2 separate regions of the Hordeum vulgare genome follow, and region 2 is linked to region 1. Evidence: chromatin contacts called from public Hi-C data. All regions are on one chromosome and are shown on one strand. The core of a region is the stretch at or near the end of the contact, and the rest is flanking DNA. Distances in the headings are between cores, read along the strand shown.

What was found. Hi-C and Micro-C count contacts between places; a contact is called where the count stands out from the background.
Region 2: a contact with region 1 is called in a Hi-C map of leaf, with 2.5 times the contacts expected there. The contact joins the enhancer-like site here to the promoter of LOC123427801 in region 1. A contact is called at or near these places in 5 of 6 Hi-C or Micro-C datasets (leaf and seedling) and 1 of 1 datasets of contacts at active chromatin or transcription factors (embryo).

The regions. Positions count from the first base shown.
Region 1 is chr2H:611,799,442-611,805,087 of MorexV3_pseudomolecules_assembly, forward strand. It overlaps LOC123427801, which reads right to left and starts at 2,684. Exons shown (of 6, transcript XM_045111928.1): 1 at 2,443-2,684; 2 at 1,431-1,590; 3 at 681-1,334; 4 at 114-558. The coding sequence starts at 2,472.
Region 2 is chr2H:611,920,616-611,926,261 of MorexV3_pseudomolecules_assembly, forward strand. No RefSeq gene overlaps it. Among protein-coding and RNA genes, the nearest start is that of LOC123427802, 22 kb to the right of the region's middle. Within about 2 kb of position 3,201, at least 2 of the 3 cell types and tissues checked have open chromatin away from gene starts, as enhancers often do. A contact at or near this core is called in leaf, where this site is marked.

The DNA of each region.
Region 1 (5,646 bases), core at 1,434-3,933:
AAATAAGATGAAGAAAACCAATATTTACAAAATTTAATTCTGTTTCTATCTCCTTTTGTAGCTCACTGGTAGAACAAACGACTAGGGGTATCAGATAGTCTGATGGAACATACCGTGCTGTATGCTTAGAATTTTCAGCGTCCTCGAATGCTGCCGCACGAGTAGCATATTCCTGCTTCATTCGCTCCAAATCAGCAATGCTTGGCGTCGCAGAGACCAATTCTAGCTCCTCTTTGCTAGCCCATGAAGCGATGTTCATCTTTCCTAGTTGTACACCTAGGGCAGCAATTTCTTTCCTTGCCTTGAGCCTGATTTCATCCTCTGACATCTCATTCGTGCCGCCTTTTCTGTTGAAATAAGGACCATCATCTGCATTGTCTTCTCCTATCGATGCTGTCGATAGTCCGCCCACAGGAGTTGATGGTATCGAACAATTAGGGCTCCGAGTCGGTGTCACAGACCCAAGTGGTGTTCCTGTTCTTGATGGATCTTGACTTGGTATTGGAGTCATTTCTGTGCCCACATCTCGCACAGAGACCGCCTGAACTGTAGGAATAGCTGTGTGCGATAGTTCATATCAGTTTACAGAAAAATGGGAGGCCGAAAATTGAACCGTAAATCTTACTTGCACTATGTAACAATTGCTGCTTCTTATCTTACTAACAAAGTAAAAAATGTACCTTCGATATCATTGCATGGCTTAATTGCAGTTGAACTGGTTTCAGTTGGCCCTTTCTGATACTCTGAGGTGGCAGTAGAACCTTGGTCAGGACAGACATCTGAGTGCCTGACCAACTTCGGCTGATGCGAAGCGAAAGACAGCCTCTCTAATATGCTCCGAGAAGCCGACGAAGCCGGATTGAATCTCTTCATGTTCTGAATGGGACGAGCAAATGCGCCGTGGTGTTTGGGCAAAACGCCACCGCCCCTGGGCGCAGCCGAATTCACCTGGTGTGCACTCTGGTTCTGCGATGTGCCCTTGGCGGTGTTCTGCTGAACAGTCTGCTTGTTCACAATCCATTTCTCAGCGTCGTTCCACTTGGAGGAAGCCTGTCTAGAGAAGTAGCCTGCGGTTGGATTCTGCGCCGCCGCCGTCTTCTCGCCTCCATGGAACTCAAAGCTACTGGTACTAGCATTGTCAAGACCGCTGTCACATTCGTTACCATCCTCCTCGACAGTTCGCACTGGATGTATCATGCTTGAGTTGCTCGGCGCAGGTTGGTGAACTGAACTTTTGGGCATGTTCTGAACCTTGTAGCTATCTACTGCTGGATCCTTGTCTACAACTTCGGTATTGCCGACTGCTGCAGGGCATTTGGCGGCACCGGAGCTGTCTGAAACTACAAGCAGAGCCAGATGGCTATAGATGTGATTACCTTAATCAGGGAAAAAGTAAGTTAAACACAAATAGGCTAGCGTTATGTATGTACCTTGGTCAAGAACATCGCATACTAATAATCTGTTCTGCGCTAGCGATGGCTCGGCGTTCTTCGAAGGCGATGTTCGCGACGAGCTGCTGCTGATGACCCTCACGCGGTTGTGGGCTCCCAGCAGCTTCATCCTCAGCTTTGTGGGAGAAAGGGCGCCTGCCTACATGAAGAACAAAGAGGTAAGTCTTCATCTACGGAAGCATTATAACTTAATAAAGTGTCTTGATTCAAGGTGGTAACCTCTATTATATCTTGTTCAAAATATTTCTAGGTAGGACCGTAGGAAGCTTATAGCTCTGTAAACTTCCAAGAAATTAGAAGTGCTGGTGTCATGCAAATTTTTAGACATTTGTGACAGTGACAGTGGATTGACCATTTGACACTTGTATTTCCTGACTGGGACACGGGGGTAGTGAAATCAGCATCACTTTAGCACGTAGTAGTACTAAAACAGTGCCGACGCCAAATTCTTCGGAAAAATGGGCGTTCTTTCTAGATTTCCACTGCCTATGCAGAAGGGACGACAGTTTTTCTGCATATTTAGCAGTACGCTTTACTTGAACTAGTTAGCTTCACTCTGACTGACAAAACAGATTTGCCCAACAAGTGATAACTGAAGAGAGCTACAGTTTATAAACAAACCGCTAACCAACTCTAGATTCTTAAAAAAGAAAAGGCTCCCAAATTGCTCGGCTCCGACGTCTGACAGCGAGACTAACTTTATAATCTTCTCATTGCAAAATAGGGAGACTGGCTTTGATCTGCCTATAGGAGAATGGAAGCTGCTATAAAAACGCAACAAAACATGGTAGACTTGGAAATGAGGAGCAGAGAAAGCACATCTATATCCAGAAAACGAAATATATATCTTCGGAAAAAAAAGGAAGGAAAAAATGTACTGGAAAAATGAAGCATCAGGAACGGCAACAACGGGTATGAACAGAGCAGGCCCTAATTCGGTGGGTGGGATCAAGCGAGCCACTGTGCTGGCCTCAGGAGATGGAGCCCGTACCTGGACCTTGTGAATCCTCTCGTACTCCATTGCCCCGTGCTGGTCCGCTGGATGTGTGCTTCCTTGTCTATCCCTGTTCGGGCGGCGGCTGCTGAGAGTGAGAGTGAGAGTGAGTGGGGGAGGGGGGGCTGAGGGAGGAAGAAGGGGATGGGGAGGGAAGGAGATGGGCGTGATGTGATGGGAGAAGAGAACACACTACGCTACGCTACGCTCTCAGTGGGGACTTGGCTACTGTAAGCAGAGATCTAACAGGCACGCCGTGATGTCTTGCCCTTTTTTAGTTCTTCTTCTCTACTTGCGCAGGACTCCACAGCGCAGCTTCTCTTCTCTGGCCGTGACAACTCCCTTTCCAAACCCCCCCAAAGAAAATTTACGTGTGTTTCCACTTCAACGAAAGGTCTCATCGACGCAGTGAAACCACAGAGCTGGGCTGTTACTGTGCTACAATTACTGCTAGCACGAACAGAGAGCCGTTTGCTGCACCTGTAGGAGTACTTGTTACCAACAACCTCAGACGGCTGTTCTTCTTTTTATTTTTTATTTACACGGAAAGTGCCCAGCCTCTTTTGCACGCCCGGATTAAACATAACCCCTCTCCCATTGCACAAAGTTATCTGGCCAGTGGCATCTCTCTCACTGGCGCGGAGTAGGAAAATCACCATCTGATTATCTCTCACTGACACGGATTAAGCATACAGAGTAATCTTTTGAAAATCTAGCATTTCTCGAGATGCGTGCGCTTTTAACGCCCCAAACTCCAATGCCCCAAACTTTTGCTGTGTTATTCTCGGCATCACAGTGGTGGTGGTGGTGGTCAAACAGAGGTCCCGATGCCGGACTTGGACTGGCCTCGACTGGACTGGACGGGATCCCTCTATCCGTCCACCAAGACCAAGACCAAGACCACGACCAAGCAGGCAACCCCACTCTGAATTACACGGCGCAGAGGGAGGCATGGGCGGCCGGCCCCGCCACACCTCCCCGTGTCAGTGACTCTGCGCGCACAAGCTTTATTAATATTATTTACCCGATCTCTCGGCCCTTTTCACCGTCCAGTTCAGTCCCATGTCATGATGCGCTCACTCGCCTCCCCTCCTCTCGCCGTGATCACAAGGCTGCCCCCGGCCGGTGTCGGTGTCGTCACGCATGAATATACTTTTGTCTTCTCCTCCGCCTCGCCGTTCGCCGAAGTTGACCCAGGTTTAGTTTTTCCTCTGCGCGCGTCTCGTACGTAGTGTACGTGTAGTTGGTTAGTATCATGGCCTCTGCTGTGCTGCTGCTGCTGCTGCATGCTTTGCTCTCCTCACCACCTCTGAATCTGATGGCTACCGGCCAAGCTTGCTGTGGCTCATGTGTTTGGATTCAATCACCGGGAAATAGTACCAGCGAGAATTATGGTCATGTGACTGTATGTATGAGGCGAGTGAGCCATGCATGCTACGGATCACGTACTAGTACTACTGGTGTGCTGGATGATTGAATTGGTGTTGCATGATTTGCTGTACTCGGGGGACTGATCATGGCGCATTTATCTGATTGATCATTGCGGCTGGTAGCCTTTAAAAGCCCCTGGTCCAACTCGGTGGTGGCCATGCATGCACTCGTCAGTACGAGTGCTTACAAAGCAGTTTGATTAACAATGCTCCAGCTACTAGTTTGAGTGCCGTCCATTTTTGATAGGTTTGACTGATCAAACACGCTGATGATTGAGCGTACGTACTAATTTATCCCAGCTAGTTTCGCATTTATCGAGTCTTCGTTACTCCCTCGGTCAAGGTTTAAGCGTGCATTTTTTTATACTCCCTCGTTCCTAAATATAAGTCTTTTAACAGATTTCATTAGTGGTCTACATACGAAACAAAACGAATGAATCTATATTCTAAAATATGTATATATACATATGTATGTAGTCCATTAGTGAAATTTTTAAAAAAACTTATATTTACGAACGGAGGGAGTAATACATAAGATTTAAGACGCAAAGACAATTACTTCTACTAGGAGAACGTTCGTGTGTTGCCACGGGTTCTTAAAATACCTTTACGAGTTATACAATTATAATATGAATTTGCACGCGTAGAGACGATATAACATGACTAAAATTGCTTAATAATTAAAGTTCACTTCACTTCTAACAGAGTTGTTTTAATTATTATTTTCTACCTAACTTTATTTTAGATAATTTCACCTAATGTTATCCCTATAGCTTATTAGAAGAACACTACACAACCCTAACTTTATCACTGCACACAAGTGCTCTTCCCGCGGTCGCCCTGATCCTCCTCCCCCTCACCCGCATCGCTGTCGGCCGACGGCCTCCGCGATCACCCACGCAGTCGCCGGCCTCCGCCGTTACCTCCCATTGCCGCCCCCTCTCACCCCCTCCGCATCCTCACGCAACGCTTGGTGCCTAGACCCCGTCTTCGGTGCCGTCGCCGTCGACCGTGGCTTCACCGACGAGTCCAGTTGCGTGGCTGTCGTCGACCACCAGGGCCATAGCTTCTCCAACGGCTTTCGGGCCCACATCCCGGACATCCGCCCCGTGCTCTACGACTGCGAGGCCGCCTTCACCCCTTCCACGTCGACTACCCATCGCCGTTGCCCTGCTTCCTCTACAGGGAATCCCTCAACGCGCCACTGCTGCATCTCACGGACAAGGACTGGTGGCCCGGCGGGGCGGCCAGGCCATTCCTCTCCCTCGGCGGCAGAAGAGTTGATCCCCACCGCGTCGCCCACCTCCGCTCCTTCTCCTAAACCCACACCAACACCAGATCTACGTCTCACACCCCCAACCCTGCCCCATTCCACCCTCCATCGTCACCATCTTCAAGGGAATCAAATTCGACCTGTCGGACTTCGTCGCGGCTGAGCCTCCCATCGCTGGTGAGAACATCGATCCCCCAATCCCCTCGCCTACCTATCTCAGAGCGATGTGCCATCCATGTCCCTTTTAACATGCTAAAAATGAAATGATAGGCACAGTAAAAAAATTATTAGCTGGATTTGTAGCACACTCTTGCCGATATTGGCTTCAGAAAAATAAAACATTCAGAGTTCATAGTGATGTGCAATCCCTGTCACTATAACATGCTAAAATGAAAGGGTAGGCAATTTTTGCTATAGTTTTCATTAGTTGGTTTTGTAGCACACATATATACAAACCATGCATTCCTTACCATATTGGCTTCAGAATGTTTAACATGT
Region 2 (5,646 bases), core at 1,951-4,450, 120 kb after region 1:
GGAGGGTTCAAAGTTAACGACGCGTAGAAAAAGTTAAAAGATATCAATTCCTTAGCGCAAATAAGGTCGAATTTTTGACAGGAATACAAACAATTTTTTAATTTCAATTTTTGGAGAAGGGGGGGGGGTCGAGTCTTTCGAAGCCCCCTAGTAGATCCGCCACTGGTAGCGACGCACGCGCAATGGATGCGTCGTGAGACAACTTTGTTTGTTCCGATCGAATGCATGGCAACTAATTGATGTAACATGACAATTTTTTGTTGATTTTTTTACGATACGTGGTAATTTTCATTGTAAGAACATGGCAATCCTATACAAAAGCATGACAGTTATGCCCTTTTTATATGACAAATTTTATTGTCAAATTTTTAGTGCTAAAATATGACGTTAGAATTTTAACATTTCCCTTTTTTTAGGGATTTATGGGTTGCATTTGCTTACTTTGCTAGCATGAGAGGCGATCGGAGGCCGTTAGCCCAGCCGGTCCATGAAATTTAGCCCGTGCCAATGTATGAAGATCTGATTAGATGTTGGGCCATGCCAGCTGATTTGGTGGTCCATGTACCGTTCGTTCGTTGCAAGTTTCTGGTAGTTAATGATGAATCCTTTCGACAATAATATATGGATATGGCTCACTCTTTTTAAGGCTCACCTGACATGATTCTACACTTTCTTATTTAGGGCATCATTTGATTCCACTAGTGTCCCCAAATCAAGCAATGGTAGCTTTTGATGGTACAGATTATCATACCCAACATCATTGGTAAGCCGTGACTCGTGAGATGCATTGCCCTTGCCCGTCGCTATTTTCTTGCGGGGGATCTTATAAGGCCTTGTGCAATGGTACGGGGGCTTGAGGAAAAAGAGCAGCGTGACACATCATCTTGCAGTGCTCAGGTGCTAGCCATAGGTGCTTCAATTGCTCACATGGAGGCGTTGGGAACTTTTTGCTCTTCTTTTTTCCCGTGTCGATGGAAGCTTGAAAGGAGCAGTTATTTCGCAGCACTGGCTGGCACCGGAAGCAAACATTTGCTTCTGCCTCCCTTCCTAAGCACCGGCGTAATACAATACGAGGGGGGAAAAAACGGTTTTTTTGTCATGGCACCTGGCTAAGCACTCCGCGTTGTACAGGGCCTAATTAGCTTATGATACACGAGCGAAGTCCGCTGTAGACTGTAGGTGTAAGTTATCTCAGACACCTCGTAGCGGCGCACGCACAATTGTTACGTCAGGAGACAACTTTGTTTGTTGGGGATCTTAATTAACTTTAATCACACATGGGACGGAAATGACAAGTTGCTATACCATTAATTGTATACCGAAGGGCAAAAGCATATACTGTTGTTATGGCTGATACCGAAAGCACACAGGAAGTAGTCAACTACAAATAAGCAAATTGCCAGATCTTCCTATGTAACTGAATACTTGTATTTGACAGAACTAGTCTAAATATTTTTAACTATAAGTTTTTAGAAATGGACGGACTTTGTAATTTCCTTCACTCACTGTTATAGGATGTTTTAGATATTCTAGTGTGAACTACTCCCTCCATTCACTGTTATACGATGTTTTACATATTCTAATATGAACTACTCCCTTCGTTTTATAATATAAAATCGTTTCTCAAGCTAACGTAGCTTGAAAAATGATTATATTATGAAATGAAAAGAGTATGAATGAAAACATGGAAATGCATGCGATCCTGATCTGTCATGCAAAAAACTAAGGAGGGCGCTGGCTAGAACAATCCATGCAAAAAACTTTGACAAGCAGGTTTAGGTGACCGAAAAGCGATGCTGTTTGCAAGAATCTGTTTATTCAGAAAAGTCGTCTGCTTTTGAGCCATGTACTAGTACTGTTCTCAATTTCTTCAGACTGAAACTGCTTTTGTTCTTTCTACATGAATTTTTCGGAATCTACGTACTCGCTCTCCGTTCCCGATGCTACCCAAAGAGAAGATAACAACAAATAAACACCAGAAAAACATAATGCAACAACCAATATGATGCAGCTGAAATTAGGAGATTTTTTTTTTTGCAAGGTAAAAAAAGATTTCCATTACTTAAGACGACTTTTCTGAATAAACATATTCTTGCATATAAAAATGAAGGGAGTAACAGCAATCGGAATCTCCTTAGGGTCATCCTGGATCATTCTCTGAATCTCCTCAAAGAGTACACGCGATCTCGAGCGGTCCATCGACCTAGCGTTTATCACGCAATGGGCAGCCTGTGCGATATAGGGCGAGCTCGGGTTCATCCCTGAAATTAGGATAATTAAGGCAATAAGCTCCCAAATCAATACCTTCGAGCTTTGCCGAGGAATTTGGCTCTGTTGGGAAAAATCCTGACATCCATGGTGACGATTGCTGTCTGTCACCTAACTTGTCAAACTAGTTATTGATGATTACTATATATATTTTCTCCTCTTTGGACTGGCCAGAGCTTTGTGATTTATGTCAGCCGCCGTGATTCTTGTTTCTTATATTTAATACTCGGAAAGGTTCAGACAAACAAGAAAGTGAATCAACAGAGCCTTGCAGCAGCCACAACTGATCCGAGGGCGGAGGCAGGGTACGCAGCGGCTGAGGTCTGTGAAGACATTAGGTGCCTTTGCTGGATGTTGGAGAAATATTTTGTGTCGACGTCAAAGTCAAAGTGTCGAATTCAGGCTTTGAATCAAACTGGGCAATCGTCCCCTTTCCTTCTGTGGTTCCGCAGCAAATTACACTTGTGTCTGTCTGCTCGTCAAGTGCAGAAGTCCAGTTGGCTGATGATCCTTGTCTGCTGACTTTGTGAAACTAGTTACTGAGCAGCAGTACATATATTTCTCTCTCGATCGTGCATGACTGAACATACTGGCCAAGCAATCTGATCCATCGTCAGGGAGTAGCTCAGGTAAGGTAAGCAATGACTTGTGCAGCAGAGCAGCCACAACTGATCCGACAGAGGCTCAGGTTCAGGTAGCCAAACGGCTGACGCCCGTGAAGAGAACTTTGCAAGGGAAGAAATGCCGTCACGCCGAACGCCTTTGCCGGATCTGGGAGGCGGTTTTTCCATGGAAGAAAATTATGTGTTGTGTCGATGTCACACTCAAGCGCACGTTGGAAGGAATATTGGGCAGTCATTTTCCTTTTGAAGTACAGCAGAGAGCTACACGCGTTCGTTCGTCGAGAGAAGAAGTCGTATTCTGGCGAAAGATGAAAATAAAGAGGGAGTATAAATGCTGCCGCAGCAGTACTACGTTGTTGCTGCGTCTAAGCTGCGTTAACTGTCTCGAAATTGGCTGTCATTTCTCGGACACTTGTACTACTCGTTCTGCTTTGCTTGATCAGACGGGAGTGGCAGCTAAACTGTATACTGAACACTGCCTAAGCTAAGAGCATCTACAACCGGACATCTCAAATCCTTCTCAAATGGTTGAACAGGCTGTTCGGTCATAAAAATTTAACCCACACATGCCTCTCAAAACAGCCTTAAACGTCCAAACTAACCGGCAACCCTCATTTCCAGCCCAAATATGGGACGATATTGGAGGAACCCGGTCACGTCCGCCACGTCAGACCCGACAACCCAACCCTACCACAAATTGCACCAAATTCATCCTGCAGAACTGTCGGATTCATTTCCTGTTTTTCTCTCTTCTTCCTCCGCGCGTTATGCCTAGTAGCCTCTGCCACCCTAGCTGCTCGGTCAAAGGGGTCATCTCTCCCGACCTCTCCGCGCAGGACATCGTCGCCGGTCCGGAAGACATCGCAGTGTAGCTGGGTTCTGGTCTTGAAGGGATTGTAAACCTTTGTGTACTGGATCAGCTTGATTCAGGTTGATTAATATAGATCCCTTTCCCCCGCAAATAAAAAAATAATTGCCAGATCGATCGGCACTCAACTTGTCAAACTACACGATGCTAGTACTGCACGATCGTGATCTGTCATGGATTAAGGAGGGCCGGCTTAGAATAATCCATGCAAATGCTTTACCGGCTGGGCAGGTTGGGTGATCGGAACATGTTGGTGTCTGCGCGAATCCGTACTCGTGGAGCCGGATCTGCTTTTGAGGCTTGTACTAGTATAATATCACTTCTTCTGTCTTAAAATAAATGTCTTTATTTTATACTTTGTTCGTTTTAAAATAAATATCTTAAGCTTAATGTAATTTTATACTAGAACTAGTACAAAGTTAAGACAGTTATTTTGAGACAGAGAAAGTACTATCTTTAATATAAAATTATATTAAAATTAAAACACTTATTTTAAAACGGATAAATACTTATTAATGTTGAGCTCAAATTTGGTAAACTAGACAGCAAGCTGCAGAATCAATACAACTTCGAGCTCGCCGAGGAACTACCGACTCATCCTGACATGACATCCATGGTGTTGTCACTTGACACTTGAGTATACAGTATTTTATTCCGTGGACAGGCCTGAGATTCGCGATTTATCGCCAGCTGCATATATGATTATGATATAAAGTACTCCCTCCGTTTCAAATAGCCCTCAATCTCAAAATAAATATCGAAAATTTATACTAACTTTAACAGTTGAGCACGAAGTACACTTGAGAAAAAGAAAATAAGCACATTCTTGTGCAGCAGCCACAACTGATCCTGAGAGGTTGAGGTAGGGTACGCAACGGCTGATGTCTGTGGAGAAACATCTGTGGCGAAGTCGGACTCATGCTTGGAATCAAACCGGTCAATCGTCCCTTTTACTTTTATATACTCCTACTACTAGTTCGGTAGCAAATTAAGTTGGTTTGCTCGTTAATATGGTACCGCAGTACTGGTCTTAAGCTGTACTGCCAGGGCCGGTCCTGAGATTTCGGGGGCCCAGGGCGAAACTAAAATTTAGGGCCCCATAGTATAAATAAATAGTACAGACTAGAGAAATAAATAGCAAAAAAAAAACCGAACTGGTTCTTCATCAACACTAGCAGATTCCGTGGGAGATGAATTATGGTCATGATCACTCACATTGTTATCGTCCGCGTCGATGTCAACATTGTCTTCTGTATGGATATCATCTTCTAGATCCACATTACTTGGTTCTCCCACAAGAACTAACGCCAACTCATCTGGATTTTTTGAAGTGGACGGGTTACTCTTAAAATATTTAGGAAGAGATCCTCTTTGTGAATCAACCAATTTTTGATCTGCTTTCCTCTTTTTTCTTTTAGCAGCACCTGATTTAGGCTTCATAATAATTCTGAAAATAAATAAATACGAATCAAAATTAGGGCATAAACTACCTAAAAAATAAAAAGGAATCACTAGAAGTAATCACAGGGCCGTCCAGATCGTCACTAGGGTAATCTTCAAAATGTTCTGCAGCTTTTCTTATTTCCCGGTCTAGATCTGGTCATCTGGATGCAACTCCTGCAAACTAGCTACCTAGTGCCGATCTGAACAGCAGTCTAGCCAGGAGATGAACTCCTATTTCCTGTATGTATCCAGCGCTCCTCAGGGGACGCACCACCGCCACGGACTTACCAGGCCCTGCTTGGGACTGACGAGGAGATGAACTCGCTGTTCGAGCAACTGTCGTCGAGGAGCTGCCACCGCCACGGAGAAGCTGCCGTCGAGGAGCACCACCGCCACGGAGAAGCTGCCGCCTGCCGTCGAGGAGCGCTGGATGTCCTGTGCGTT